Regions from separate parts of the Mus musculus genome. Here region 2 is linked to region 1. Evidence: chromatin contacts called from public promoter capture Hi-C data. All regions are on one chromosome and are shown on one strand. The core of a region is the stretch at or near the end of the contact, and the rest is flanking DNA. Distances in the headings are between cores, read along the strand shown. Region 1 holds the start of Mroh1 (maestro heat-like repeat family member 1). Region 2 holds the start of Scx (scleraxis).

Evidence for each region. Capture Hi-C pulls out chosen DNA fragments and counts their contacts.
Region 2: a promoter capture Hi-C map of adipose tissue shows a contact between it and region 1. The contact joins the promoter of Scx here to the promoter of Mroh1 in region 1. A contact is called at or near these places in 11 of 39 promoter capture datasets (the 3T3-L1 cell line, cranial neural crest, embryonic stem cells and 6 more), 10 of 484 Hi-C or Micro-C datasets (the G1E-ER4 cell line, the N1E-115 cell line, bone marrow-derived macrophages and 6 more), 7 of 115 datasets of contacts at active chromatin or transcription factors (the 230-238 cell line, the SCID.adh cell line, bone marrow-derived macrophages and 2 more) and 4 of 9 other capture datasets (adipose tissue, liver, macrophages and 1 more).

The regions. Positions count from the first base shown.
Region 1 is chr15:76,376,680-76,384,392 of GRCm38.p6, reverse strand. Mroh1 (maestro heat-like repeat family member 1) reads right to left here and starts at 3,880. Exons shown (of 44, transcript NM_175457.4): 1 at 3,817-3,880.
Region 2 is chr15:76,454,214-76,461,926 of GRCm38.p6, reverse strand. Scx (scleraxis) reads right to left here and starts at 4,489. Exons shown (of 2, transcript NM_198885.3): 1 at 3,741-4,489; 2 at 2,459-2,845. The coding sequence starts at 4,325. The coding sequence ends at 2,807. It overlaps Bop1 (block of proliferation 1), which reads left to right. Exons shown (of 16, transcript NM_013481.2): 4 at 5,901-6,055; 5 at 6,128-6,245; 6 at 6,330-6,431; 7 at 6,507-6,719; 8 at 6,796-6,957; 9 at 7,029-7,109; 10 at 7,184-7,253; 11 at 7,343-7,475; 12 at 7,569-7,713.

The sequences.
Region 1 (7,713 bases), core at 2,631-5,130:
GGAAGGCAGGAAGCACTCAGTGGTCGAGAGCACTTGCTGCTCTTCCTGAAGGCCCAAGTTCAGTTCCCAGAGCCCCATCCATAGGGAACTCCAGCTCTAGAGGATCCAGAGCCTTGCACAGGAACACCTGAAATGTGTACATACACACAAGCAGACATGTACAAATATACACAAAAATAATAATAAAAAAGAGGACCACCCTGGTCTATAGAGCAAGTCTGGGGACATCACAGAGAAACACAGAGAAACCCTGTCTTAAAGAATCAAATTAATTAGTTAATGTCCCTCTAGTTTGGGGCAGGGTGGAAGTACAACAAAGCTACCCCTCCAACCTTTTAGAACGGCTATAATCAGGGTGAGAGGGGAGATCAATAACAGAATGCTTGCCTAGTATGCACAGGGCCCTGGGTTTAGTCTCCAGCACGGAACAGAAACAAACGAATCAACAACAACAAGAAGAACAAAACTAGAATAGCCATTTAGAAGATAGTAACTGAGGCTGGAAAGATGGCTCAGCTGTCAAAAGCTCTTGCTGATCTTGGAGAAGACCCAAGTCCAGGTCCCAGAACCCAGAAGGCAGTTCACAACCACTTGTAACTCCAATTCCAGAGAACCCCGCAGCCTCTTCTTACTTCCCACAGATCCTGCACATGTATGGCATACAGACATATACTCAGGTATACGCACACACATATTAGTAAATAATAAATATTAATATTTAAAAATAATATAAAGTGGTGACGGATGTCTTTAATCCCATCACTCAGGAGGCGGTTGGCAGGTGGATCTTAGTGAGTTCAAGACCAGCCTCGTCTACATAGAGTTTCAGGACAACCAGGGCTACATAATAGAGAGATCCTGTCTTAATAAAGAACAAATTGAACACATGTGTAATAGGAGACTGGTCTACTTAAAAATTAGTGTGCAAATATAGCTTGTACATTACTAAAACAAACAAGCAAAAGGACACACAGGAATTCTCAGAGTAGATACACAAGAGTCTCTGCTGACTATCCCTTAGGACAAAGTGCAATGCCTGCTGTCTTTCCAAAGTTGATAAGAGTGTGGCAAAGTGGACAGTTCAGGCCATGGCTCTAGAGCCAGACAGCTTTCCATGTGCTTACTGCACTGCCACAGCCACCAGGGACTGATGTCCTGCACTTACTGCGCTGCCACAGCCACCAGGGACTGATGTCCTGCACCTGTGTTCACATATTCAGACTCTGACTGGGCGGGAAGCCAGGCAGCAGCAAGGTCTGTGTCCAGTAACATCTGACACGATAAAGACAAGGACCACCTTTGCTGCTGGATGCATGGCACGGGTGACAGAGCCTGAGGAGCGGCTGCTACTGGTCTACACTGTCAATCCCCTTCCCCATCATTTAGAGATGTTCTGCTCTAGGACACAGACGTTTCTGTATGTGAGTATTAGTTAGGCTGGGACAAAACTGAAAAACAAAAAAGCAAAGCAAATGAGAGATGATGACAGACAGGGTTGGTGGGGCCTTTCCTTCCCGTATAGTAGGGTTTTTTTCTTTTTTCTTTCTTGCTTTTCATTTTTTTACAGGTGTACACCATTACAGCCAGTTCACAGCACCTACATTTATATGAACCGAGAACCAGTATGCACATGAAGCATTTTGCAAATTCCTGCTGGGCTCAGTCTCAGATAAAATATAGCCCCAAGGCAAAGATAAGCAGCCGGTGGGGGGATGGGTGGTGTCCAGGCACACGCAGTCACAGAATGCCTTATTTGGGAGGAATTGGGCCAGAGAGGGGTCAACTTCTAGAGGAACCAGCAAGAATCTGAGATGGTGTCCCAAGGTAATACAGTCAGGAGCTCACTGCTCACCATCCACCAAGAATATGATTTCTCAAATAAGCCACGTGGAACTGGGCTTCCATGCAAACCCCTGAAGCAAGGGGGACCCTGCAGGCCCGGGAAGAAAGCACCATCCAGCCAGGCGCTCGGAAGGCAGAGGCAGGCAGATTTCTGAGTTCGAGGCCAGCCTGGTCTACAAAGTGAGTTCCAGGACAGCCAGGGCTATACAGAGAAACCCTGTCTCGAAACACCCCCCCCCCCAAAAAGAAAGCACCATCCCTATGACATTCAGCAGCCAAGTGATCACAAGAGCCGCAGAAACCCTTCCAGTGTTATGTCCCAAAGTGGATCGAGCTGTGTACCCTGACGCCAGCAAGGATGTCTTCTGACTTCAAAACAACTTAGCTCAACAAAAAGCCATTGGGAGGCCTGGAGTTGCTCGTCAGACAACAGCAATCCTGCTTCTCACCTGGGCCTCTGAGAACCGTAGGAAAGAAAACTAAACACAAACATCTCCAACCCCACACACAGGTGACCGGGAACTGAGACAAGCACAGGTCAACAGGTCCCACCTCTGGCCTCTGGAGTCCCTTGACAGTCACCTCTGAGGGAGGGAGATATGACAAGATGCAGGTTTGAGTAAGGCTGCCTGCCTGGACATCCGTTTCAAGTTAATGAAGGCGGCCAGGCCTCAGCCATCGACTTTGACAGTAGAGCCCAGAAAGACATTCCTCATTCGAGCCACACATCTCAGCCTAAGGCCTAAGAGTAGAGCCTGCTGGCAGAAGCATCTCCCCGGCCTGCAGGTGCAGAGACTGCACAGCCAGCCAAGTCATAAACACAGGCTCCACAGGAATATCCCACAACCAGTGGTTTGCATAGGATCTCTGCTCTGGTGCCCCATCAACCCTGTGTCTGCTGGGGGTCTCCATCTAGATGACCATGGCCAACCAAGTCTAACAGAGCAGCTAAGACTTAACCCTTCACCTTCACCCCTGCCCTGCTCCACCTACCTACTTCCTGAATTTTTTTAATTTTACCATTTAATTAACTAGGTCGCAGGCTGTTCCTCCATTTCTACTACCATCCCCTTCCTTCCAAAGAGTTTCCTGCCTCCAACCAAGACTAGCCCCTCAAAGTTAGCCTCTGCCTTAACAGTAACTCCAGCTCACAGCCCCAGGTCTCCAGATGCCGCCCTCTATCCCTCTCCCGCAGGTCCTTATGCTTACTCACTGCACTTGAGTTTACGGTTCCATCCATTACCTTGAGCTCTGTACAGGGTAGAGCAGAGTCTTGCTGCATAACTGCACTGACTTGGTTGGAAAATTGGAATCCCAAACCTGGAGTGTCAGCCCTGGCTCCACCTCACCTAGCTCTCACCTTGCCTGAATTCTATACTCTGAGAGTTTTGTGGCCTTCTCCCTGGGGCCAGCAATCCTCGTGACTCTGGACAAATCACTTTCCTGCTCTACACCGCCTCCTTTAATCCGCAACGAGAATACAGAAAGACGAGTGGCTGCGGTGCGGTGAGCACTCGCTTTGCAAGTCCCTGAATTAAGGCTCAGTTTTATGAAAGAGACAGAAATGCCGGTAGCCCAGTTGCGGAGGTCAAAGACCTGAACACGTAGCCCCTACCCCGCAAAGGACCAGGGTCTTGAGTCACCGAGTTCCCGGAAGGGACTAGGACATGGATCACGCGACCCACGAGACAGCAGGGACAGGGACCAGGGACCACGCGCCGATGTCTGACAAGTCAGAATTGAATCGCAAGCTCCGAGATCCCTTCCAGGTGTAAGATGCGAAGCCGGGCCCGCTGGGCACACCTGAGATCTCCCAGCACCTCCTGGCACCGGCCCGCTGACCTTGGGGAGGCGCCCCTTGACACAGCTTCTCTTGCTGCTGGCAGATGGGGAGGCCCCTAGGCTCTCTGGTCCAAGTTCCTCAAAGGGTGCCTGGCCCCCACCACCAAAGATGAGCCTTAACAAGCCGTTTACCTGAGGAGCCGCCGCCGCCGCCACGGCCCGGGCGCCGCCCTCTATGCCCCAAGCGTCTCAGAGTAGGCGGAGCAGCGCCCCAAGCCCATCCCCGCAGCCCTCTGGCCAACTGCGGCCTGGCGCGCGGCAATTTGGCCCCGCCTCCGTGCGATCTCCACACTCATTGGTCAGAGTTCTGTCCCTCACGTTAACTCCGCCCACTCTCCGCTCCATGGAGCGCCTAGGTACACCTACTTCTTCCTGTTCTCTGCTGGGTACCCCAGCGGTCCGGTGACCATTTCACAAGACAAGTGTGAGTACTGCTGCTGCGCCAGACGCCGTCTGCGCAAGCGCTGTTCTCGAGAGTATTCGGACTCGGCCTCCAACTGCAGAAAACTCCACCAGGCGGGACCGGTGGCGCACTCCTTTAATCCCAGCACTGGAGAGGCAGAGGCAGGTGGATCCTTATGAATTCGAGGCCATCCTGGTCTACATAGTGAGTTCTAGGACAGTCTGGGATAAAAAGTGAGACCCTATCTCGGGAAGAAAACAAAAATAAAAAAAACAAAACAAAACAACAACCCAGCTGTCACGGACACACACAAGGTATTGTCATTGTTGTACATTGGTCACACACTAAACGCCTAAAACTACCCCAAACCCCTAAATGTACACATGGCCATGCCCAACAGAGGTACATGTCCAACCTATCAACAAGACATTGGGAATCAAGATGATCATGTCCTAGCTACCTGGGCTGCTTGCTACCTACCACTGTTATTCCAGCTCCAGGAGCAGCTAAAGCCTCTAAGGCTGGAAAGAGGTGACTAAAAAAGTAAAAGTAAGCCATACTACAGGATAAACTTTGGGTTTGGTGCCAAGAAAGCAAGGTTAGATAAGAGAGTTGGGGACGATCATGCCAGGAAGACTTGGCACCTGCAAAGAACCAGAGGTTGCAATCACCCAGATGTGTGTAAACAAGAGAAAGTTGTGGGTAGAGTTCTGAAAGCAAAAGAACCAAGAACCTGTCAAAGGGGAAGCAGCTACCATGTATCTAGGCTGACAGCATCGTTGGATGTGGAAATTAAGCTGCTGCGGTTGAACCAGGTCAGAGGCAAACACACAGCCAATATTCTTTTTCCACGATGAGAAGGACTTGGATGAGTTCTACTGAGAGGATAGAGCCCAAGAGAGAAAAAGACAGGACAGGACTCTCTGAGTAAGAGAGTGAAGCATTTGGGGCTGGCAAAATGGCTCAGTGGTTAAGAGCGCCAACTGCTCTTTCGAAGGTCCAGAGTTCAGATCCCAGCAACCACACGGTGGCTCACAACCATCCATAACGAAATCTGATGCCCTCTTCTAGAGTGTCTGAAGACAGCTACAGTGTACTTACATATAATAAATAGATAAATCTAAAAGAAAAAAAAAAAGAGAGTGAAGCACTTTGTGGATGGGGTCATGGCCTAGGAAAATGCTAGAAAACAGAGAGAGGGGACTAACTTGGGTAGCTGCCAGGGAAGGAGGTCTTTTCCATGCTAACACACAGGAGCCCCCCCCCCGTTGCTCTCCCCCGCCCCCAGCCTGAAAAACCTTGCAGTGGACAGTGGCAGTGCTCTGGTTGGCCACATTCCAACAAGCCCTGCTGATCCTGTGCTCCACAGCACACAGCCCACAGCCCCCCCCCCCACGCCAAACATACAAGCTGCCCTGTATGTATCACAACGTAACTTTTACTTTTATTATTCAGCATAAGGCCCAGCACATGAGGTACTGGGTAAAATGCAGTAGAGCTGATGGACTAGTAAGGGTGCAGACAGAAAGAAGGACAAGACAAGGCAAAGGGACTGGAGAGATGGCTCCGCAGTTAGGAACACATTCTGCCGTCTCCCATGTGGGCAGCTCACAGCCAGCTCTAACTTCCAGCTCCAGGTGGAACAAAAGCTTCTAAGCTCCACAGGCATCTACACTGAAGTGCACACTCTCCTCCAACACACACACACAATGTTTATTCTAGTTTGGTTTTTGTTTGTTTGTTTTGTGTTTTTTTTCGAGACATGGTTTCTGTATAGCCCTGGCTGTCCTGAAACTCACTCTGTAGACCAGGCTGGCCTTGGACTCAGAAATCCACTTGCCTCTGTCTCCTGAGTGCTGGGATTAAAGGCCTGTGCCACCACTGCCTGGCTTATTTTAGTTTTTGTTTCTCTGTGTAGCCCTGGCTGTCCTGGAACTTGCTCTGTAGCAAAGGCTGGCCTCAAACTCAGGAATCCACTCGCCTCTGCCTCCTGAGTGCTGGGATTAAAGACAAGCACCACCACACCAGGCAAGAATAAAATCTTAAAAAGTAAATAAATAAAAAGGTGGGTGATGGAGAGATGGATCCGTGGTTGAGTACACTTATTTGCTCTTCTTACAGAGGACTCAGGTTTGGTTCCAGTTCCCAGCACCCAAGAGGTAGGTAGCTGACAACCATGCTTACCACTACTTCCAGAGGATCTGGTACCCTTCTGAACTCCACAGGCACCAACCAGGCATGCACACAGTGTACATACATGCATACGGGCAAAACACTCATACACGTAAAATAAAAAATTAACTTTCTTAAGAACGTTGCAAAAGGAATGTGATCTTTCTGGATCCGGACTGTAATTACACAGCTTTAACAGCTGCTAGCTTCCCTTTGGGTTCTGGCACAGATGGGAGCCAGGAAAGTAAAAGGGGCAGGCACAGCTGAACAGCTGAGAGACTCTGAGGACACAGCAGTAGCTCACCGGTACTGTGTGTGTGTGTGTGTGTGTGTGTGTGTGTGTGTGTGTAGAGTCACGTGACCTTCCCTTTTGTTCTCTAGATGTAAAACCCACCTTCAGTTCACCTTGTCACTCATGTACCCACAGCCCTCCTAGCTCCCAGAGAGCCAAATCTATTCAGTCCCCAGGAGCGACTTCCTTTCCCCTAAGCTCCAGATCCCTCACAGGACAGCTACTGTGTCCACACGTTCCGTATCTCTTCTTTTTCTAAGACAAGGACTGTAGCTATGCATTCCAAAAAGTCACCAGACGAGGTGGATGAGAAAACAAACCTGACATTTCAGGCCACGCTTCTCCAGCGCCTTGTCGTAAAGCCTTTCGCGTCTACCTATAAATTTCAGTGCAGGAAGACACAAGTCTCGAAGGCTCATTAGACCTCTAATCACATTTCAGGCTTTTATGAGTGCTCTGCCACTACTGGACCTCAGTTTCATTGTCTGTAAAACATGTGTTGCTCCGTTGCATTCAGATTTGAAATTCTGAGTATGAACCACCTTTGGTGCGTCTGTGTGTTCAGGGCATGAGACGTGACCAGGGGGATATAGCTAAGATGACTACTTAAGGAAAGCAGCTGGCATATGTCACATGCTAAGTAAATGTCAGCGGTGACTCTGGAGTTGAAAACAAGCCCTGTAGAGTAGTCGGGGGGGGGGGGGGGGGGGTGGCCTTTGCTTCCTTTGAGGATGTGTTCAAATCTGCAGAAAGCCCCAGGTGGCAGGCTTCCTGCAGCAGGTCTGGCCTGGATCAAAACTCAAAATCCAGGCTGGAGAGATGGCTCAGAGGTTAAGAGTACTGACTGCTCTTCTGGAGGTCCTGAGTTCAATTCCCAGCAACCACATGGTGGCTCACAACCATCCGTAACAAGACCTGATGCCCTCTTCTGGTTTCTGAAGACAGCTACAGTGTACTTACATATAATAAATAAAATAAATCTTAAAAAAAAAAAAAACCTCAAAATCCAGGGGCTCAGCAGTTAAGAGCACCGACTGCTCTTCCAGAGGTCCTGAGTTCAAGTCCCAGCAACCACATGGTGGCTCACAGCATCTGTAATGGGGTCTGATGCCCCCTTCTGGTGTGTCTGAAGACAGCTTCAGTGTACTTATATACATAAAAC
Region 2 (7,713 bases), core at 3,240-5,739, 77 kb before region 1:
GGGCCTGACCCAAAGGGGTCACATGTGTTTCCTGGCAGTCCGCAGGTGCTGAGCAGGGCGGGGGCGGCTGGCCTGGGGTGCAGGCAGCCTGGTGATGAATCATGTGGTGCCGCCAGCGGCTCATTCCCCAGGCTGGGGACAGGGAGCTGACAGCTGAGGCTGAGCCGAATGTTTCCAGCCCAGCTCAGCTCGAAAGGGTGGCTGCTGGCCCGTGGTGTGGGCCAGCCCCCCCCCCCCCCAGCTGCCTCTGTGGGGCACACACTAAGGGCGCCCCTGGGTTTTGTCCCACAGCTCCTCAGTGTGGTAGAGGGTAAAGTTGCCCTCTGGGAAGGATGCCAGGGGCTGTGGTGGGTACATAGCACCTGCCACTCTTTGGCCATAAGCTGTTGTGGATTCACGTGGAGCCACAGGATGGGAATGGACCATGCCACCCCCGGTCTGGTTTGAATCTGGAGCAGTGGAGGGTGACGGAGTGTTCTTCCCGCCCCTCCCCTCCTCCTGCTGGCTGTCGGGCCAAACCCTCAGCCACTGCTACCGGTGCAGCTCAGGGAGTGGCTGGGCTGCCTGCCCGGGCCTGAGGCTGGCCAAGCTGCAGCCTCTTTCAGAGTCAGGCCCTGCAGTGGAGGCCTTGGCCGGGCGCGTGCCGCACCCCAACTTCCAGGCCTCTAGAGAGCCTTCCAGCCCTACGGCCCGTTCCCTTTCATCTGACCCCTCTTGACACCCAAGCCTCTCTGGCTCTTGTCTGGTTGACCCTGGCCTACCACTCAGTCCTACTGAAGCTCAGGCTGCCTAGCTCCTGGGCTTCCCTGCCTTCTCCTTTGCCCTGGTCCCTTTGTTGGCTCTTTCCTCCTCTGCTGGGCTTTATTAAGTCCTGAGATGCCGAGTGGAGCTAGCTGGGCATGGTTGGGCCTCTGTCTGGCCCCATAGCCCCCAGCCATGCTGCTCACACTGGCAGCTCTGCACATGGGGAAGCGTACCTACCTGTATTTGGGGGCTTTCTCCGAGCCTTCTGTGTGTGGACCTCTGACATTGGCCCAGCCATTTGACTATTGAAGTAGGTACCACTCAGCCATTGGTCCTTTTGGGGTTTGTGAGGGAGATTGGCACCCAGGTCTTGAAATGTGAGGCCTCTAAGTGAGGGGGAGGAGACCTGTGTCCAGAGTGGGAAGGCCAGCTGGGGTCCTTGGGTGGGGGTTGGTACCCATCTGCCTAATACAGGGCTACCCTGCCAGGCTGTGACTCTGCACTCAACCCAGCACCTAGCACAGAGTCCTTGTAGCTTGGAAGTGAAGCTGGGCAGAGTCTTGCATGGGGAACGCATGAGAAAGGAAGGGCATGAGAAAGGAAGGTGGCCTCCGTCAGCCCCAGCTGCATCTCCAGGTTCTGGCTTCCTGGGCTGCAGGAGCTTTGCAGTGTGTGACTGAGTGCCCTTTCTCCCTCCCTCCGAGCAGCTGTGAGCTCCTGCAGGATTAAGGGGAGGAAATTTGGGGTTGGATTTCTTTCTGAACGAAACCTGCCGCTGTGACTCTTTATCCCGTTATATTTCTATCAGATTGGACACAGCCCCCTGCCCCTGCCTTAATGGCCTGGCTTTGAGAATTTCCTCCAAAATTACACCTTTGTTTCCTGCATCAGCATTCCCTGGAGCCCGTCAGTGCAGAGGAGGGGCCCTGTTGTCCCTCCCTATGAGGATGCCCACGTAGGCCTCAACACCTGGTCTACCCCCCAGCCAGGGACCAGGAGGCCTGCCAGTGCCAGCACCTGGTGCCCTCTGCCATCCTCCACCCACTACCTAGCCAGAAGTCAGGCCTGGCCTTTCTTCTCTGTTGTACCACTCAACTAATTGTCACCTGCAGGGTTTTAATGATCGGCCAGCTGTGCACAGAGCCTGCTGAGAGGCCAGTGGGGTCTTTGGGAGAGCTGGGTAGGACAGAGTGTTGGATGGCTAGGAATCCTTCCAGTGTGCAGCTGGAGGCAGAGATCAGAAGCTCTGGCAGCCCGTGGACCCAGAGCCTCTCTGGGCCTGCGTGGGTACCAGTGGGGACATGTAGGTAGCTGCTATTCGGATGGTATCCTCGGGCCCATCTAGGCCTGCTAGCCTGCTTGGCTGACAGCAGTGCTTATTCCCTGTACCCATTTTTAATGGAACACTGCTGGTGAAACCAAACATCCCCGTGCCTAGGTCCCCATCTGATCCCCTCATCGGAGGAGGCAGGGCTGCTGTGTTGCTTGCTGCTATTTACCATGAGCCAAGTGGGCTTGCCCTCTCCTCTCTCCTTCTATCTCAGTCACCACACAGCGCCTCTCCCCCTTCCCTGCTCCCTACACACACACACACACACACATATACCCCTGGTACAAACTCCTGATAGGTGATCTAACCCTGTCCTCACTCTGGGAAGATGGGGTGAGAGAGCTAGGGTCATAGTGAGTTCACATCCTTTCAAGAGGGTAGTCTGCCTCAATTTGGAAGATACTGTTTCATTTTTAATTATACAAAATTTCCAGACTTTATATTATCATATTAAAGACACAAGATGCCAACACTTGGCCCAGGTAGAGAGCCAGCATGGAAAGTCCCAGTGGGCCTGGGTCAGTGTTCGGCTGCTTAGAGTCAAGCCATCACCCGCCTGTCCATCTCTCTGTTCATAGGCCCTGCTCATAGCTGGGGCAGGTCTGGCCTGGTGAGCGTGCTCTTGGGGACCTGCGCTCAGATCAGGTCCAAAGTGGGGCTCTCCGTGACTCTTCAGTGGCATCCACCTTCACTAGTGGCATCACCTCTTGGCTGCTGTGGACCCTCCTCCTTCTAACTTCGAATCGCCGTCTTTCTGTCACGGTCTTTGCTCTGCAGAGGGGATGGGGGTGTGTCAGGGTCTGAGTGGAGACTTAGTGTCACCCAGCACTGCCCGAACCTTCCTGGCTTCCTGTTGGGGGCACTGCCTGTGCTAGGGCACCCCATCCCGGGCTCCTGCCACCCCCACAGTGCATTTTGGGGAGGGGAGTATACTGCTGCAGAGCCGAAACTGTAAAATTAAATTTCCCAGATGTTCAGGCCCCAGGAGCTTGCGCGTGCTGTCTGGAGAGGAAATGGGGATTGGGGAAAGCCGTTGTATTTTTTCCCTGCTCACCCTGCTTTTCCGGTGCCACCAAGTGCGGCCAGAGCAGTAAATCATGGCTGGCCAGCATCTCTCAGTTCAGCCTTCTCCCCTAGCCCCTCTACTGCAGGTCTCAGTAGACCAGGGGAGAGGCAGCAGGTGCCCATAAGCCTTGGGGTGGAGGTGGGCTGCGGGGGCGGAGGGGTAGTGGCACATCAGCCTAGTGGGGGCATCCCTTTGACTGCCTCACTGTTTCACATTGTTCCCCTCTGGATGGAAGCGTATAGATATACTTCTTACTTCTTGAATTCACCTCCTTTCACTTCTCAACTTGATGGGAAACGAGCCTGAAAGTAAGGCCCCTCTGCCCTGCCAGGTTCCTGCTGCCTGCCCTCCCTCCCGGAACTTCTGGGTGGCCCATCTCAGCATTACTTCTTGATCCTGTATTTGCAGGTCCCTATGACCACTACCAATGGGAGTCTGTGTCCCAAGGTATGGCTCCTCTGTGCCCTTCCCTCCTTTGGGCACAGCTTTGTTGGCAGGTGTAGATGCTAGGGAATGCTGCCCCTGCCCTGCACCTCTCTGCCTGGCAGGTGTGGGCTGGTGAGTACATCGGGGCCCCTCGGTGCTCCCAGCCCTGCTCACCAACTTTCTCTGGTTGCTGAGGCAGAAGGTGCAGATCTGTTTGGGCTGGGTGTTCTCGCCGCCGTCTCTGGCCAGTGGTGGTGGCGGCGGCGGCGGTGGCAGTGGGCTGCCCGCACGACCGCTGTGGAAGAAAGCGGGTCCCGAGTGGCATGGTTGCCCGTCGCCACAGGCCTCACCCACCAGCAGCACATTGCCCAGGTGAGAAATGTAGCTGGAGGCCAGGCGCAGCGTCTCAATCTTGGAGAGCTTGCGGTCCGCTGGCTCGGTGGGGATGAGTGTGCGCAGCGCAGTGAAGGCCGTGTTCACGCTGTTGGTGCGGTCCCGCTCGCGCGCATTCGCTGTGTGCCGCTGCCGGGGCTCGCGGCCTGGCCGCCCCCCGGGTCCTGGCCCGCTACCCGCGGCCCTCCGTCCTCCTGCCCGCCGCCGGGCGCCCTGGAGGCCACAGCGCGCAGCATGCACACGGCAGGGTTTCTCGTCGGAGCCCGAGCTCTCGCTTCCGCGGTCCTCATCCTCCGACAGCGGGCTCACCTCAGGGTACAGGTAGCGACCCGGCGGCGGCGCTGAACGCAGCATGGCGAAGGACATGGGCCGGGCAGGGGGCGCGGCGTCAGCTCCACCGTGCGCTGCTCATGCCGCCTCTTTAGGTCCCCACAGGCCGCCGGGCCAGGGGTCTCCGCTGCGCCCCGCGGTGGCGGCTGCCGGGTGAGGCGGGCACATGTGTTCGGACTGGAGTGGGGCCGCCAGCCGAGCAGTGCCTTTATAGCAGTCAGCTCCTCCCCCGCGCCTGGCCTCCGCCTCCCTTTCTGGCCTGGAGGAGTTTACTCAGAGCTCGTGCGTGCACCTTTTCCCTTTTAATAGCCGTGCCTAGAGGGCCCCCGAGCATCTTTCTGGTTGGAGCGTTTCTGGGGTGCTACTAGTGCCCCAAGACAATGGTGCCCATCCCACCCATTCTACAGGGCAGAAGAGAATAAATCAAGAATCAAGAGGCTTTCTCTCCTGGCATGCCTAAGTTCACCCAGCTGCCCTGGCCCTGAGTGCCTGGCCACACCCTGTCTGACTCTCCTTCCATGTGCACTTGGGTCTTTTGTGCCAGGCCGTGTGTGTGTGTGTGTGTGTGTGTGTGTGTGTGTGTGTGTGTGTGTGTATGTGAGAGAGAGAGAGAGAGAGAGAGAGTGTGTGTGTGTGTGCACTCATGGGGGTGACTCCAGCAGTAGCAGTCTAGAAATGGGTGTGTGTGGTTGGCATGACTTGACTCCATGGCCTGTGCCTTGTGCCAGATCTTACCCCTTTGACCCATCCTGCTTGGGGGCCCCACCCCCATCCTTGCTGTATGCTTCATGGGGCTTCTCAAAGCCAGTGCACACGTGGATAAGAGCTAAGATCGGCACCTCTCCATCCCTCCAGTTCGGAAGTGGCCCTCAAGGTGGAGAGCGTACAGCAAGAGCATGGGGCATTTCTGGGCTGGTGTGGACAGGTGCAGTGGGACGAGGCCCAAGGGGTCTTGCTGAGGGGCTGCTGGCACTCATCTGTGCTAGTTATGTCTGGGCCCCTCCTCCCTGTGGCTACTGTTGCAGGAAGTGGCCGCCTGGGCAGCAGTCCCCAGGCTGGGAGGAGTGAGGGTGGTGGTGGCTGGCAGGGGCTGAAACCAGGAATGTGTGTCCAGGAATGTGGCTGCTCTGCCCACTGAAATGGGAGGGGGAGGATCAGTGGTGCTGGAAGGGGGTCCTTGACCACCTGCCGAGCAGAACAGGTTTGTCTCCCTGAGGTTGGGGTGGGGTCTTCCCATGGTTCCTGCCTTGTAAACTACCCACTTGTACCTAAGGCTTTTGCCAGGGGAGGGAGCCCATAGGCGATGAGGTCATCCCTGTCTGTGGCTGCCCAGAGCCTTGGCCAAGGAATCCAGTGAGGGGGGAGGCTAGGGTTGGCATCACTTCAGTGGAAAATGTGAAGGTAAAGCTCAGGCGCCTCCGAGGGCTTGGGGGAGGGGCATAGCACCCCTGCCGCGCCACGTCAGACATCGGGGCCAAGGCTAGGGCGGATTTTGGGTCACTTGGCTTCTGGGCACTTGAGGCTGATCTTGAGTGGCTCTTCTGCCCTTGGGTGGTTTGAAGAGGATCAAGCATGGCAGGGACAGGTGCTGACGTGGTGACTATGCTACAGGACATTCGGAACACTGTGGGCAATGTGCCCCTGGCATGGTACGATGAATTCCCACATGTGGGTTATGACCTGGATGGCAAACGTATCTACAAGCCCCTGCGGACACGAGATGAGCTCGACCAGTTTCTGGACAAAATGGATGACCCAGATTTCTGGTGAGTTGGACCTTGGGTCGGGACCTGTGGTCCCTCAAGCCTGGAGTATGGCCCTGACTGGCTTTCCCTCAGGCGCACTGTGCAAGACAAGATGACAGGGCGTGATCTGCGGCTAACTGATGAGCAGGTTGCCCTGGTACACCGGCTTCAGAGAGGCCAGTTCGGAGATTCAGGCTTCAATCCCTATGAGGTAGGCAACAACGGTTGGCCCTACAGTCTGAAGTCCATGAACGCCCTGCCCCCCCCAACCTAACATCTTTGCCTCTCTCCATAGCCAGCTGTGGACTTCTTCAGCGGTGACATCATGATCCACCCTGTGACCAACCGCCCAGCTGACAAGCGTAGTTTCATCCCATCCCTAGTTGAAAAGGAGAAGGTGGGAACCCTGGTATCCTCCTCCTGCACACTCTAAGGTCTCCACGCTGCCACCTGACCTTACCTTTGTGTGCAGGTGTCTCGAATGGTACATGCCATCAAGATGGGGTGGATCAAGCCTCGACGGCCCCACGACCCCACCCCTAGCTTCTATGACCTGTGGGCCCAGGAGGATCCGAATGCTGTGTTGGGACGCCACAAGATGCATGTGCCTGCCCCCAAGCTGGCCTTGCCTGGCCATGCCGAGTCTTACAACCCACCTCCCGAGTACCTGCCCACTGAGGAGGAGGTGGGCCTGCGCTGAGGTGGGTGTGGGCCCCGGCCATGTTTCCCGATCCCTTCTCACCTGCCTCCTGTCTCCCCAGCGCTCGGCGTGGATGCAGCAGGAGCCTGTGGAGAGGAAGCTTAACTTCTTGCCACAGAAATTCCCCAGCTTGAGGACAGTGCCTGCTTACAGCCGCTTCATCCAGGAGCGTTTCGAGCGCTGCCTCGATTTGTATCTGTGCCCACGGCAACGCAAGATGAGGGTACGTGAGACAGCCCGCACAGGTCCTGGGGGAGTGTAGTGTGAAGGTGATGCTCAGTGCTCTTTTCCCAGGTGAATGTGGACCCCGAAGACCTCATCCCCAAACTCCCTCGGCCAAGAGACCTTCAGCCTTTCCCTGTGTGCCAGGCCCTCGTAAGTGTGGAGTCAGAGGTGCAAACGCCCTCCGGTGTCTGTGTGTCTGTCTTCTCACTCTTCTTCTCCTGCAGGTCTACAGGGGCCACAGCGACCTTGTCCGTTGCCTCAGTGTCTCGCCAGGGGGCCAGTGGCTAGCTTCAGGTGGGCCTGAGGTGGGAGCTGCCCTGAGCTAGGAGACAGGGACTCTGGGTGAGCAGCTCAGGTGCTGAGAGCGTCCCTGCTATGCCCAGGTTCAGACGATGGCACGTTGAAGCTCTGGGAGGTGGCCACTGCCCGCTGTATGAAGACTGTACATGTTGGAGGTGTGGTGCGGAGCATCGCCTGGAACCCCAATCCTACCATATGCCTGGTAGCTGCTGCCATGTGAGTGTAGGGCCCTGGGGGTCAGGGCTGGGAGGGGCACAGGCCAGTGGGGCTGATGCTGAGGAGGGGCTTCTGTCTGGCCCCGGCTGGTAGGGATGATGCCGTGTTGCTGCTGAACCCAGCCCTGGGGGACCGGCTGCTGGTGGGCAGCACAGACCAGCTGCTGGAAGCCTTCACTCCACCTGAGGAGCCAGCTCTGCAGCCTGCCCGGTGGCTAGAGGTCTCGGAGGAAGAGCAC